Linked DNA regions of Mus musculus: region 1 is linked to region 2. A link is a contact called in public promoter capture Hi-C data. All regions are on one chromosome and are shown on one strand. Each heading gives the region's core, a stretch centred on a gene start, on an enhancer-like site or on the middle of the called end of the contact. The rest is flanking DNA. Distances are from core to core; before and after follow the strand shown.

What was found. Promoter capture Hi-C pulls out the DNA fragments that hold promoters and counts their contacts.
Region 1: a promoter capture Hi-C map of the HPC-7 cell line shows a contact between it and region 2, with 3 times the contacts expected there. The contact joins the enhancer-like site here to the promoter of Nom1 in region 2. A contact is called at or near these places in 10 of 39 promoter capture datasets (the 3T3-L1 cell line, 3T3-L1-derived adipocytes, the C10 cell line and 7 more), 3 of 484 Hi-C or Micro-C datasets (bone marrow-derived macrophages, cerebellum and erythroid progenitors), 6 of 115 datasets of contacts at active chromatin or transcription factors (the 230-238 cell line, bone marrow-derived macrophages, cardiomyocytes and 3 more) and 3 of 9 other capture datasets (adipose tissue, liver and pancreatic islet).

What each region holds. Positions count from the first base shown.
Region 1 is chr5:29,634,819-29,640,628 of GRCm38.p6, reverse strand. Ube3c (ubiquitin protein ligase E3C) reads right to left here. Exons shown (of 23, transcript NM_133907.3): 16 at 4,901-4,998; 17 at 2,859-2,991. Among named protein-coding and RNA genes, the nearest start is that of Gm42245, 62 kb to the left of the region's middle. Within about 2 kb of position 4,143, at least 14 of the 459 cell types and tissues checked have an H3K27ac peak or open chromatin away from gene starts, as enhancers often do. A contact at or near this core is called in erythroid progenitors, where this site is marked.
Region 2 is chr5:29,430,606-29,436,036 of GRCm38.p6, reverse strand. It overlaps Nom1 (nucleolar protein with MIF4G domain 1), which reads right to left and starts at 1,370. Exons shown (of 11, transcript NM_001033457.2): 1 at 394-1,370; 2 at 1-107. The coding sequence starts at 1,359.

The DNA.
Region 1 (5,810 bases), core at 2,894-5,393, 200 kb before region 2:
GGTTCTGATTTTGAAGGCATGAAGGGGTCATGAAGAGCAGCTGGAGCTTGGCACTGTAAGAGGCCATGGAAGGCCACTGGAGAAGGTGCATCCTCAGTTGTAGTTGGCAGCCCAGGACTGAAGGGGTCATGCAAAGGAGTTGAGGATTGGCACTATGAAGAGAGCCTATGAGAGGCTATTGGTGAAGACTAGTTGCAGTGGAAGACCCCAACATATTGGAGATGTCAGTACCATGGGCTGATCGCCAAGAATAGCAGCAGCAGCGGAGTAGATCAACCTGATGACGTTAGTACAGAGGGCAGAGCTGGAGACGTGACACCAGCCCTTCGGAAGAGCCCAAAAGATCATGTGTGCACCCCAGATATTGAAACAAGTAGCTGTAACATTGGAGCTTGGAGACCCTAAGATGTTTGAGATGGCAAAGCCATAGGATATCTCCTGAAGAATGCTGCTAACAGAGAATGGAACCAGCCCAGGAAAGGAAGTTTATTGCAGTCAACAAAGATGAAAAAGGAGTGGAGATTTGAAAACTGCTTTAACATCAGACATGAAGATGCAGAGTTTGGAGTTTGTCTGCTAGTTTCCTGTCTTGCTTTGGGGATTACATTTAAGTGATTGGATGGATTTCAAAAGAACCTTTGAACTTTGGTCTTTTAACACTGTTGAGAATGCTATAGATTATGGGGACTTTGGAAGTTGGACTAAATGCACTTTTTATTATGCTATGGCTAGATATGGTCCCCATAGACTCATGTGTTTGAACAAGTCTATGGGAGCCAAGGAGTAGAATGTGATGGTTTGTATATGCTTGGCCCAGGGAGTGGCACTATTGGGAAGTGTGGCCTTGTGAGTGTGGGCTGTAATACTGTTGTCCTGGCTGAATGGAAGTCAGTCTTCCACTACCAGCCTTCAGATGAAGATGTAGAACTCTCAGCTCCTCGCTGCATTCTGCCTGCCTGGATGCTTCCATGTTCTTGCCTTGATGATACTGGACTGAACCTATGAACCTGTAAGCCAGCCCTAATTAAATTTTATCTTTTATAAGACTTGCCTTGGTCATGGTGTCTGTTCACAGCAGTAAGACACTACTCATCAACTTTCCCAAACATTCTGGCTCCAGTTTCATCTCTTCAGAGAGTCCACCAGCCTTCCTGCCATGACAATCATTCACACATCTCATGTTGTCCTGTCTAACTATACTTTTTCCCTGGGCTTAGCTACAACTAAAACATCTGCTGAGCATGCTTAGCAAAGGGTATATTTAAATAAAGTAAATGGGAGAGATACGCATGAGTTAGATAATAAAGTAAGAATGAGGGCGGCTATGAGATTCCAAAGAAGAGATGCTTAGATTTTGAAGAGAATGCTTCCCTAGACTCCCCAGGTACCTATGTTCACCTCTCTGATTCATAATATATGGAAACAAATCCTGGTCTCAGACCTGAACTGACAATAGTTCAACACACAGGGTTTAAGAGAGCACTGCACTGCTCAAATGACAAATCTAGTTATGCAAAACCACACCTGCCGAGGACAGTAGGGAGCCGCTGGCACCAGGTTTCTTCTACTATCATCTAATTGACATCATTTGCTCTTTAGCTGGGTAGTGAAAATTATTACAAACTGAAGGCTTAGTTCTCATTAGAGAAAATTAAATGGCTCCCTTCAAAGAGAAGCAACTATGATTTCCCATTTAATTCTTTACCATGGACATAAGGTGACAAAGTTTTTATTCTGAGTACTGATCAAACATTAGTTATATGTAGGATATACATGGGTATGATATACTTGAATTTAAACTGTTACTATTACAGCATTTAACTATGAGTGTCAAGTATTAAAAGATGATAAAACACGTCACTGACTTTCATATCATTGAAGTCCAATTTTTTTTTACAGTACTGTTACCGAGCATTTTTAAAAAAATACATATTACAACAGCACGTTTTAATGTAATGTGATCAACAATTATACATGTATATGAAAAACAGTGAATGCAAAGCCATTATCACAGCACTCAGGAAGCTGAAACAGGAGTATTATGAATCCCAAGACAGGCCTGACTACATAGGGAGACCCTGTCTCAAGAACACTACCAACACAAGAATGAAATAGGTACCACCTGCAGTTTTGGAATTATAGATAGCAAAATGAAGAAGACATAATATTATAATGAAGGTAAAGGTTACATTTATTTAAAAGAAAAATTTGGTAATCTAAAATGTTTGTTGTGATACTTACCAGTTTTAGGAATACCACTTAATAGTTCACATTTACTAAATTTTATCTGCTATATTTAGGTTAAAAAAAAAAATCATACAGAGGGCAGGGAGTTCAGCTAAGTGGTAAAATACTTACCTGGGTTCCCTCCTTAGTACAAAAGAGGAAAGGTAGACAGACAGGCTGATTTTAAAATCAACTTTTTCCATTTAAAGTCTTAAAAGAACAAATTATAAACAGGAAAAAAATTTCCTTCCACGGTGAAACTAGGTCTTCACCATGCCAGTCTGCTAGTCAACCATTTCACTACCAACTTTATATCTACACACACACACACACACACACACACACACACACACACACCCTGGTTCCTGGTACTACTAGGGTTAAAGGCATGCATGTACCATCCCACCCAGTAGCAGCTCAACGGAATTTCTTTTTTTATACCCTTGGCTGACCTGGTACTTGATATGTAGACAAGGGCACCTCAAAGTCAGAGAAATCCACCTGCCTCTGCCTTGAGAGTACTGGGATTAAAGGTGTGCACCAGTATGGCCAGCAATAATTGTTATTTTTCTACAGTAATTCTCAAGTTCCTGCTAACATATGCAGGCAACAGAGGAAAAAAAAATATTTACCATTTTCTGGAGAAAGTTTGTCATAAGCATCTTCATAAATATAATTTCTCCTTATAGTAACATTGATTCCATCCAGAAATGGACCATCGCCTTGAACTTCTTGCTTATCAGCATAAATCAACCTTTGAAAGATCTGAGAGAAAGAAAGAAAGAAAGAAAGAAAGAAAGAAAGAAAGAAAGAAAGTCAGTCAGTCAGGTTATTAGAGACAAAAAGACTTTCTGGTCTAAGTATAAACAATCTAAACAAAACTGCTAAATACGTTTTAACTTTATATTTCTATAAATTCTGGTGTCAGTTTTTATATACAAGGTAGCAGATATTAACTTTTTCAAGAGAAGAGTATTTAAAAGTATTTCTAAAGTTGTTTCCCCTGTTTACAGTAAGCTTTGAAAGACCCATGTCATAGTACGTGTTCATTTATTAAGTATTTCTTAAAACCTAGGTAAGTTGAGGTTATTGAGATGTACGGCCCTTTCTGCCCGAGCTCAGTCTGGGACCTACATGAGAGGAGAGAATGGACTTCTCAAAGTTGTTCTCTGGCTTCTGCACAAACTCTAGAATACTCATGTACACACACAAACACACTGCCCAAAATACTATTTAGGAGGGAAGTGAAGCTTCCTCCAAGAATAAAATTCACATGTCTATAATGTTGAAATACCAGTAGATGGAGCTCAGGAGGTGGGCACTATGGTGTTTTGGCATTGGCTTATTTGGTTTGTTTTTACTCCAAGACAGAGTTTCTCTGTGTAACATCACTGGCTGTGCTGGGCCTGCCAGCACTAGTAGAACAGTCTCTGAGGGGGAGAACAAAGATAGGAAAGATAGGAAAACATAGAAAGGCAGGAAAAAGATGTAAAGCCAGGAGTTAGATTTGGGAGGACTGCTGGTCAATACCACAGTAGCAGCAGCCAGCTGCCTCAAGTTTACTTTTCTTAGCCTTTGTATACTTCACGGTACCATGGGAAGCAAAGCCACAAGCTAACAGAAACAATTGCTGAAATATACATAGGACATCTGTCCCCATCCACAGACCTCCCTGTTCCTTCCACCAAGGTTAACAGAAGCTTCAGCCCCTTGCCTTGATGCCTCAGCAGGCCAGCACATTTTTCAACAGGCCCTGGCAGGCAGACTTTTTTTTTCTCTTTCTGCTTCAGAGAAGCAGGCAAACTTTTACTCTGCTTTTAGAAACAGGCAAACAGCTCCCAACATTAGGCTAGCCTCTGAACTCACAGAACTCCACCTGCTTCTGTCTCTCCAAGTGGGAGATAAAGGCAATGTGTCACCACATCCTGCAGGGGGTTGATATTTTTATGAACATCTAGAACAGCAGTTCTCAAACTGTGGGTGGTGATCTCTTTGGCAAACCTCTACAAAAATACTTACATTACAATTCTTAATAGCAACAACATAGTAACAAAATTACAAATAACTGTTTTTTTTGGGGGGGGGGTGTCTCCACAATATGAGGAACTATATTAAAGGGTCCCAGCATTAGGAAGGTTGAGAACCACTGACCTAGAGCCTCTAGGTCAGTCAGACCATTTTTTGGTTTGTTTGTTTGTTTTGTTTGCCCTGAACAAAGAATGAAGGTCTGAAAAATATTTTGGTCAGTACCTAAGAGAAGAACCTAGCAATTTCTAGAAAATTTCTAGTATAAACAGAATAGTCCAAATTAAACTGCAAACAAATATATGCAAACTTTTAAACATTTTTTCAAGATCATCTGGCAAGGAACTAAGATATCTACTCATTTTTCAAAGCAGTGATGGTCATACCAATTTTTTAATGAATGTATACAAAATAATCTTTAAAAAAACTGGCATTTTTAGTAACAATGCAAACTTTGACAGTTTAAACAACATTGATTAGGTCCCACTATTAGAAATCTCTAGTCTAACAGGCTGCTTAGCTACAAGGGAAAGCATGAATACAGAGAAGTATCTGACTGGATTTTAAGGATGAAATGCAAGATTTTAAAAAGTGGTGTGTTAACTTTTTAACTGTGTTAAGCTAGCATGACAGGGTCTGAATGGCATACCTTCACTCGCTCCTCAAATGGAACCACAAAAGGCAGTTCTGTCAGGATGGCAAGCTGTCGTTCCTCAGACACAGACAGGGGTAAGGACTCCAGACCCACTGCGACACATGTTAAAACTTATTAGTCCACCTGTATTTTCCTTCCCATTCATTGCCAGCTACTAAAATCAGGATTTATAAAGTCATTTTAAGGATTTGAAATAACTTAGTGATTCTATTTCTATTTCCATGAACACATCCTCTGGGCCCAATCTTAAATCTGACATCATTCTAGCCAGGTGAGCGATACAAATGCAGGGTGGGTAAGGTCGACAGTCTTCAGGTGTAAGCTCACTCTGCTTTTTCCTCAGGGGTAGGTATGGGAGCAAGTCAAAAGTTGCCTAAGAAAAGGCTGTATAACTATTGGGCCTATACTGGTACTTTACTAATAAACTTAGGACCTATTCTTTCCCAACAGTGAGAAAAAAGCCTGGCACAATGAATCACAATTAACCCTTTAAACACATTTGAATGAAAAGAGAAAATCTGGTTAATTCTTAACAGTTTAAGATTCCTTTATAGCTGGGCAGTGTTGACACACACCTTTAATCACAGCACTTGGGAGGTGGAGGCAGGTGAATCTCTGTGAGTTGGAGGTCAGCCTTGACTACAGAGTGAGTTCCAGAATGGTCTGAACTGCGTAGAGAGACCCTGTCTCCAAAAAAAGGGCAAGCCAGAGTGGCAAATTTTATAACAGATACAGAAACCATACCCATAGCATGTTAAAAATTCTCCAGATGCAACAATTAAAACAAAACAAGCAAGACAATACCATTAGTCAGTGGAGCTAGGGATGAACCACAGGGCATGGGCAAGGTTAAGCAAGTGCTTTATCACCGTGCTACAGTCTGCCATGGACCTTTTTATTTATT
Region 2 (5,431 bases), core at 121-2,620:
TGTTTCTTGAGCCTGTCTAGCTCTTCTTTCTTGTGGACATCTATTACCTCCTCGTTCCTCAGCCGAGGAGGGATGTACTTTTCACCACTTTCAACAGAGTGACTCTCCTTGAAAACAGGAATAAAATTGTAAACAAAAATGTACAGTGGAAAATCCGGTATCTTTTGTTGTTGTTGTTGTTACTTACTCCAAACACTAACCCCATGAGAACTTGGAGCAGGGTACTGCTATTTAACGAAGTGAAGCTCTATGATTGCCTAGAATGGCCTGGGTCAGCCTGTCCCTCAGCAGGCTGTGGCTGCTACTGTGTTAGTGCAAATACTGTTCTGTACTCTGCCCCTCACTCCGTTTGGAATGACAGCCCAGAGGGCCTACAGGCTGTTCGTGACATACCTGCTGTTCTATGTCATCTTCCGAAGAGCTTCTGCTCTTTTCTACAACTTCTGCAAAACGCACTTTCTTAGTCCCTTTATTTCCCCGAGTCCCACTTTCTGCTTCTCCTCTCCTTTTCGAGTTTACATCTTCCTGATCCTCCTGCAGCACTTGCCAGTCTGGGTCCTCCTCACTTTCTTTAGAATTGCTCTCTAGGTCACTCTCCAAGACTGTCTGTCCAGTCTCCAACTTTTCTTCCTCCTCTTCCTCGCTGCTTTCGTACAGGCCGCCGCCGCTCCCACATTCCAGGGCCCCCAGGATGTAGTCCAGACCGTCGCGCGCGAAGCTGAGCGGCACCGAGCTACCATCGCCCTTCTTCTTACGCTTGTGGAGGCCGAGGCACCGTTCCAGCTTTCGGATCTCTCGGTCCTCCTCCTCGTTGGCCGCTAGAAGTGCCCGCTTCCGGGCGGTGGCGGTGGCGGGACCAGGCTTTCCAGGAGCACCTTTAGCCTTGGCCTTCGGCTGGGCCGCCGAGGCCTTGGTGTTAGTGGAGGGGGCACTGGCCTTGGCAGGGGTTGCTGTGGCCTTGGCGGGCGTCGGTCTCACCTCAGTGGGCGGTCGTCGAGTCTCCGGGCCATCGTTAAGGCCGACATTCCCCCCTTGGTCCCCTGACCCGGAGCCTACTGTCCTCTGCAGGCGCCGCGCTTTCCTCAGGTGTCGCTTCTCCTTACGAAGCTCCTTGCGGCTCTTTCGGCCGCCGGGCCGGGAGCGCGCCACAGCGCTGCGGCTCTCGCAGGCTTCGCTCTCGGAGGTAGTCCGCACGAAGTCTTCCACGGCCAGCCGCAGCCGTTTCAGGGGACCCTCCCTGCCGCCCAGACCGCGGCGGACGCCGCTACGTTTCAAGAGAGCATGTGCCATTGCTCTACACCACAACTCACAAGCCCCATGCCTATAGACGCCGTTAACTTCCGGGACGTTCCGCGGCATCACTTCCGGAAGGGGCGGGACTTCCGGAAGCGCGCTTCAATGGACTAAAAAGGACGGTGGGAGGTTTCCTCTGCTGGTAGGAGGGTACCAGGTCACAGACACTAGTAGAGTCCTTTAAAATCTGAAGCTCTTGTACTTTGTTTTGGGAAGCACTGAGAAAACCTAGGTATGGCTGTAGCATAAATTTTCACACATCCTTGCATTTTCTTGCGTGCGTGTGTACCCATGAGAAGGCAGTCAATTCTGTTTCTCTGTGTGTTTTTGGTTTTTTTTTTTTTTCTTTTTCTTTTCCTTTTCCTTTTCCTTTTCCTTTTCCTTTTCCTTTTCCTTTGAGATAGTTTCACAGTGGGTACCAAGATGGATGTCTGGCATAAAAATGGAGTTTCTTTAGCCATCACATAGAAATGGTGGCTGAACAGAGCCCGAGAGATTCAGCAAACATTGTTCCTCCACTTTCTGCTTTAGTTCTTACCTCCAGGTTCCTGCTTTGAGTTCTTGTCCTGATTTCCCTCAAAGGTGGACTTGATGTGAAAGTCTAAACTAAATAAACCTTTCTTCCTTAGTTGCTTTTTGGCCTTAGTGCTTATCACAATTACAAATGTTGTGCCCTGAGTCCACGGGAAATCCAGATGAGCTCAAGAATTGCAAAGTCCACTGCAACTCGAAAGAGTCTTTTATTGTTTAAAGTTTGAACTCAGCTCTCCTGCCTCACACTCACTACGTGAATGCTGGCAAACGACCCTGAGTCCAGAAAACACTGGGTTTATATACAGTTTAGTTTAGGAATCCCTACAGAAAAGGGGATTAGAGGGCTGTAATCATTTGGTGGATTGGTAGTGTATCGGGAAGGGGGAGTGTTAATGGGTGTCTGTTCAGGGACTAATTTTATGGCCAGTTGTAACTGTCTGTGACCTGACCTCTGTTTACCTTTTTTCCATGGTCTCCCTTGAGCTTGTTATTTCTCTAAGGTCTCAAAGACAGGCATCTGGAGTTCTGCTGCTTATCAGCAGGAGTGTTGATTTTTGGAGACACAAAGGAGGATGTCTCCTCAGAATGTCTTCATTAAGGGGAGTTTTATGGGTAGTACCATTCTAACGCCAGGGGAAGGGGAAGGAGCCCCGACTGCTGCAGGAGGACACAGCACAGAAACCAGTTGTCTGCATATTGTGCTTGCCCCAGGATAGAGGGAGGATGGGAGCTTCTGGGGGAGGGCAGGGAATGCAGAGGCAAACTGTCTGTACACAACACTGACATCTCTCTAGTATCACTAATTCGGGGGTTACAACACAGAAAGCAAGCTATTGTGATTACTTTCATTGTCAGTCTGACTGGATTTACAATAACCTGAGACACCGAGGCTCCTTTTTAGTTTGTCCATGGGGCATATCTAGCTGGTTAACAGATAGAAAAATACCCATCCCCGATGTGCTTTCATTAATTATCTCATGGGCAGGGTCCAGATGAAATGAAAGGGAAAAGGAGAAAGCCAGGGGGCACTGGAATTGCCCTTGTCTCTGCTGCCTGGGCAGTTGCAGTTGCCACATGAACATTCCATAACACATATTCCTGTTGACATCATCTGAACCACTCTTCCAGGTCTTTCTTTTCATGATGGACAGAGACCATCTGAATGATCCAAAAATAAGTGTCATCTTCATCATTATTATTCTTATGACTCTTCCTTTTCTCCTTTCCCTCTTCCCCCTTCTCATCTTTTTATTTATTTATTTAATGTACATGAGTACACTGTAGCTGTCTTCAGACACACCAGAAGAGGGCATCAGATCCATTACAGATGGTTGTGAGTCACCATGTGGTTGCTGGGATTTGAACTCAGGACCTTCAGAAGAGCAGTCAGTGCTCTTAACCTCTGAGCCATCTCTCCAGCACCAAGTGTGTTCTTCTATAACTTGCTTCTCTCAGGCATTCTGCCACAGAGACACAAAAGCAATGAATAAAAATACAGCCTGTTGAGAGACAGATAGAGGGTCTGTCTGAAGAAGGGATGTCCTGGCTAGTTTTGTGTCAACTTGACACAAGATAGAGTCAATTGAAAGGAGGGAACCTCAATTGAGAAAATGACTCCAATAAGATCCAGCTGTAGGGCATATTCTTTATTAGTGTTTGATGGGGGAGGGTCCAGTCTATTGTGGGTGCTATCATCTCTGGGCTGGTTCTATAGGAAAGTAGGCTAAGCAAGCCATGACAAACAAGCCAGTACGCAGCTCCCTTCAATGGCCTCTGCATCAGTTTCTGCCTCAAGCTCTGCTTGAGTTCCTGTCCTGACTTTCTTCAGTTGACTATGACAATATGGAAGTGTACACCAAATAAAACTCTTTCCACCGCAACTTGCTTTTGGTCATGGTATTTCATCATAGCAATAGTAACCCTAACTAACACAAAAGGCATGCGGGCCCTGTCTGCAGAACATTATGTGGAGGACTTGTCCAAAGGGAGAGTTAGATATAAGTTCCACACAGAGGAAGAGGATACTGGCTCTGTTTGGGAAAGTTAGATGGAGGACTTTTCTGTGATCAGGAGCAAAATAATGGATGCTCTGGTTCACCCACTGTGGTATGACTTAGAATTTTGTCACTGTTTTTACATCATGAGGTGTCACTTTAAACATTGTTCTTACCTTTTGTGATCAAGCTAGCTACGTAGTGCCTCATTGGCTTCTTGGAGAAGGATGATGATGGGGGGAGGAGGAGGAGGATGAAAGGAAGGAAAGTTAATGTGGAAGAGGTTATAGATTATAATGGAGGAGGCTAGAGCATTCTTCTGAAAAAAGCCAGATGTAGGACAGTTTTCAGAGAGATTTTCCTGACACTCTAAGGGATTGAAAGGATTTTCACACACAATGTGTTGGTACAGATGTAGGTTAGGTTTTTATCAGGGAGGAGTGAGGATCACTTTGCTGGAATGGAGGGAGGCAGGCACTGGGAAGGAGGACCACAAGGCCAGGGCCAGAGCACCTGCCTCTCTTGGCCACTTCCCTGTTTCATGTCTTTAGAAACTCTGTCTCTAATCTACAAAATCAATTGTCAAGTAGGATTGAAATAAAAAATGAATTCCTCTCATCCTTGAAGCTCCAGTGTGATAGGAAGGGTGCCACCATCCTCTGCTTGCCCAGTCTTAGTCTTCCAGCTTCTCCAGTTGGTGCCCCAACCCAGGCTCCTACTTAAGGCAGGTAGGTGCTCCACTAGCAGTCCTGATGTGCTTCTTTGTGATTGGCTATCTCCATGCCACAGTCTGCAGGGAGGAAAGCTAAGATTCAGTTTTGCTCTGCTTCTACAGTGCAGCCATCCTCACTCCTGGAACACAAGAGCCATTCAAGTATTTGCTGGGCAGGTGTCCTTGTAGGATGGTGGTACATGTTTTGGGTATATGCCCAGGAGTGATATAGCTGGGTCATCCGTGGATGTTTCTGGTGCAGCAGATCTCTTGTGGGTAACCTTGGACTGAATGTTCTTGATATAGAACAAGAAAAGAAAGTCCTCCCACTACATAATAATCAAAACAATTAATCTCCAGAATGAAGAAAGACTATTAAAAGCTTCAAGGGGAAAAGGTCAAATAACATACAAAGGCAGACCCTATCAGAACTGCACCTGACTTTTCAACATAGACTCTAAAAGCTAGAAGATCCTGGACCGATGAGTGGCAGCCAGTCAGTGGAGCTCGGGGGACAGCAAGGAGCTAGCTCAGGGTAACCGAGAATGCCACAGAGGACAGGCAGGGGAATGAGATCTAACATGGATGTTCCTTGTTTCGTGGACCTGGTGGAGGACAGTGGAGCAATGGAGCTGTCTTTGATTCCATTATGTCATTGGGTCCCCTTCCCCTAATGGGACTAACTGGTTTGGACTCAGTGGGAGAGGATGCACTTAAGCCTACTGTGACTGGATGTCCCAAGGTGGGGTGGTAGCTAAGGTGTGGCTTTTCTTTTTCTGGGGAGAATGGAAGTGGGTAATGGACAGAGGGATTTGTATGGGTAGGACTGGGGAGATAGGAAGGATGGAGGTCCCAATTAGGATGTAAAGTCAATTAATAATAATAATAGAAAGGAAAG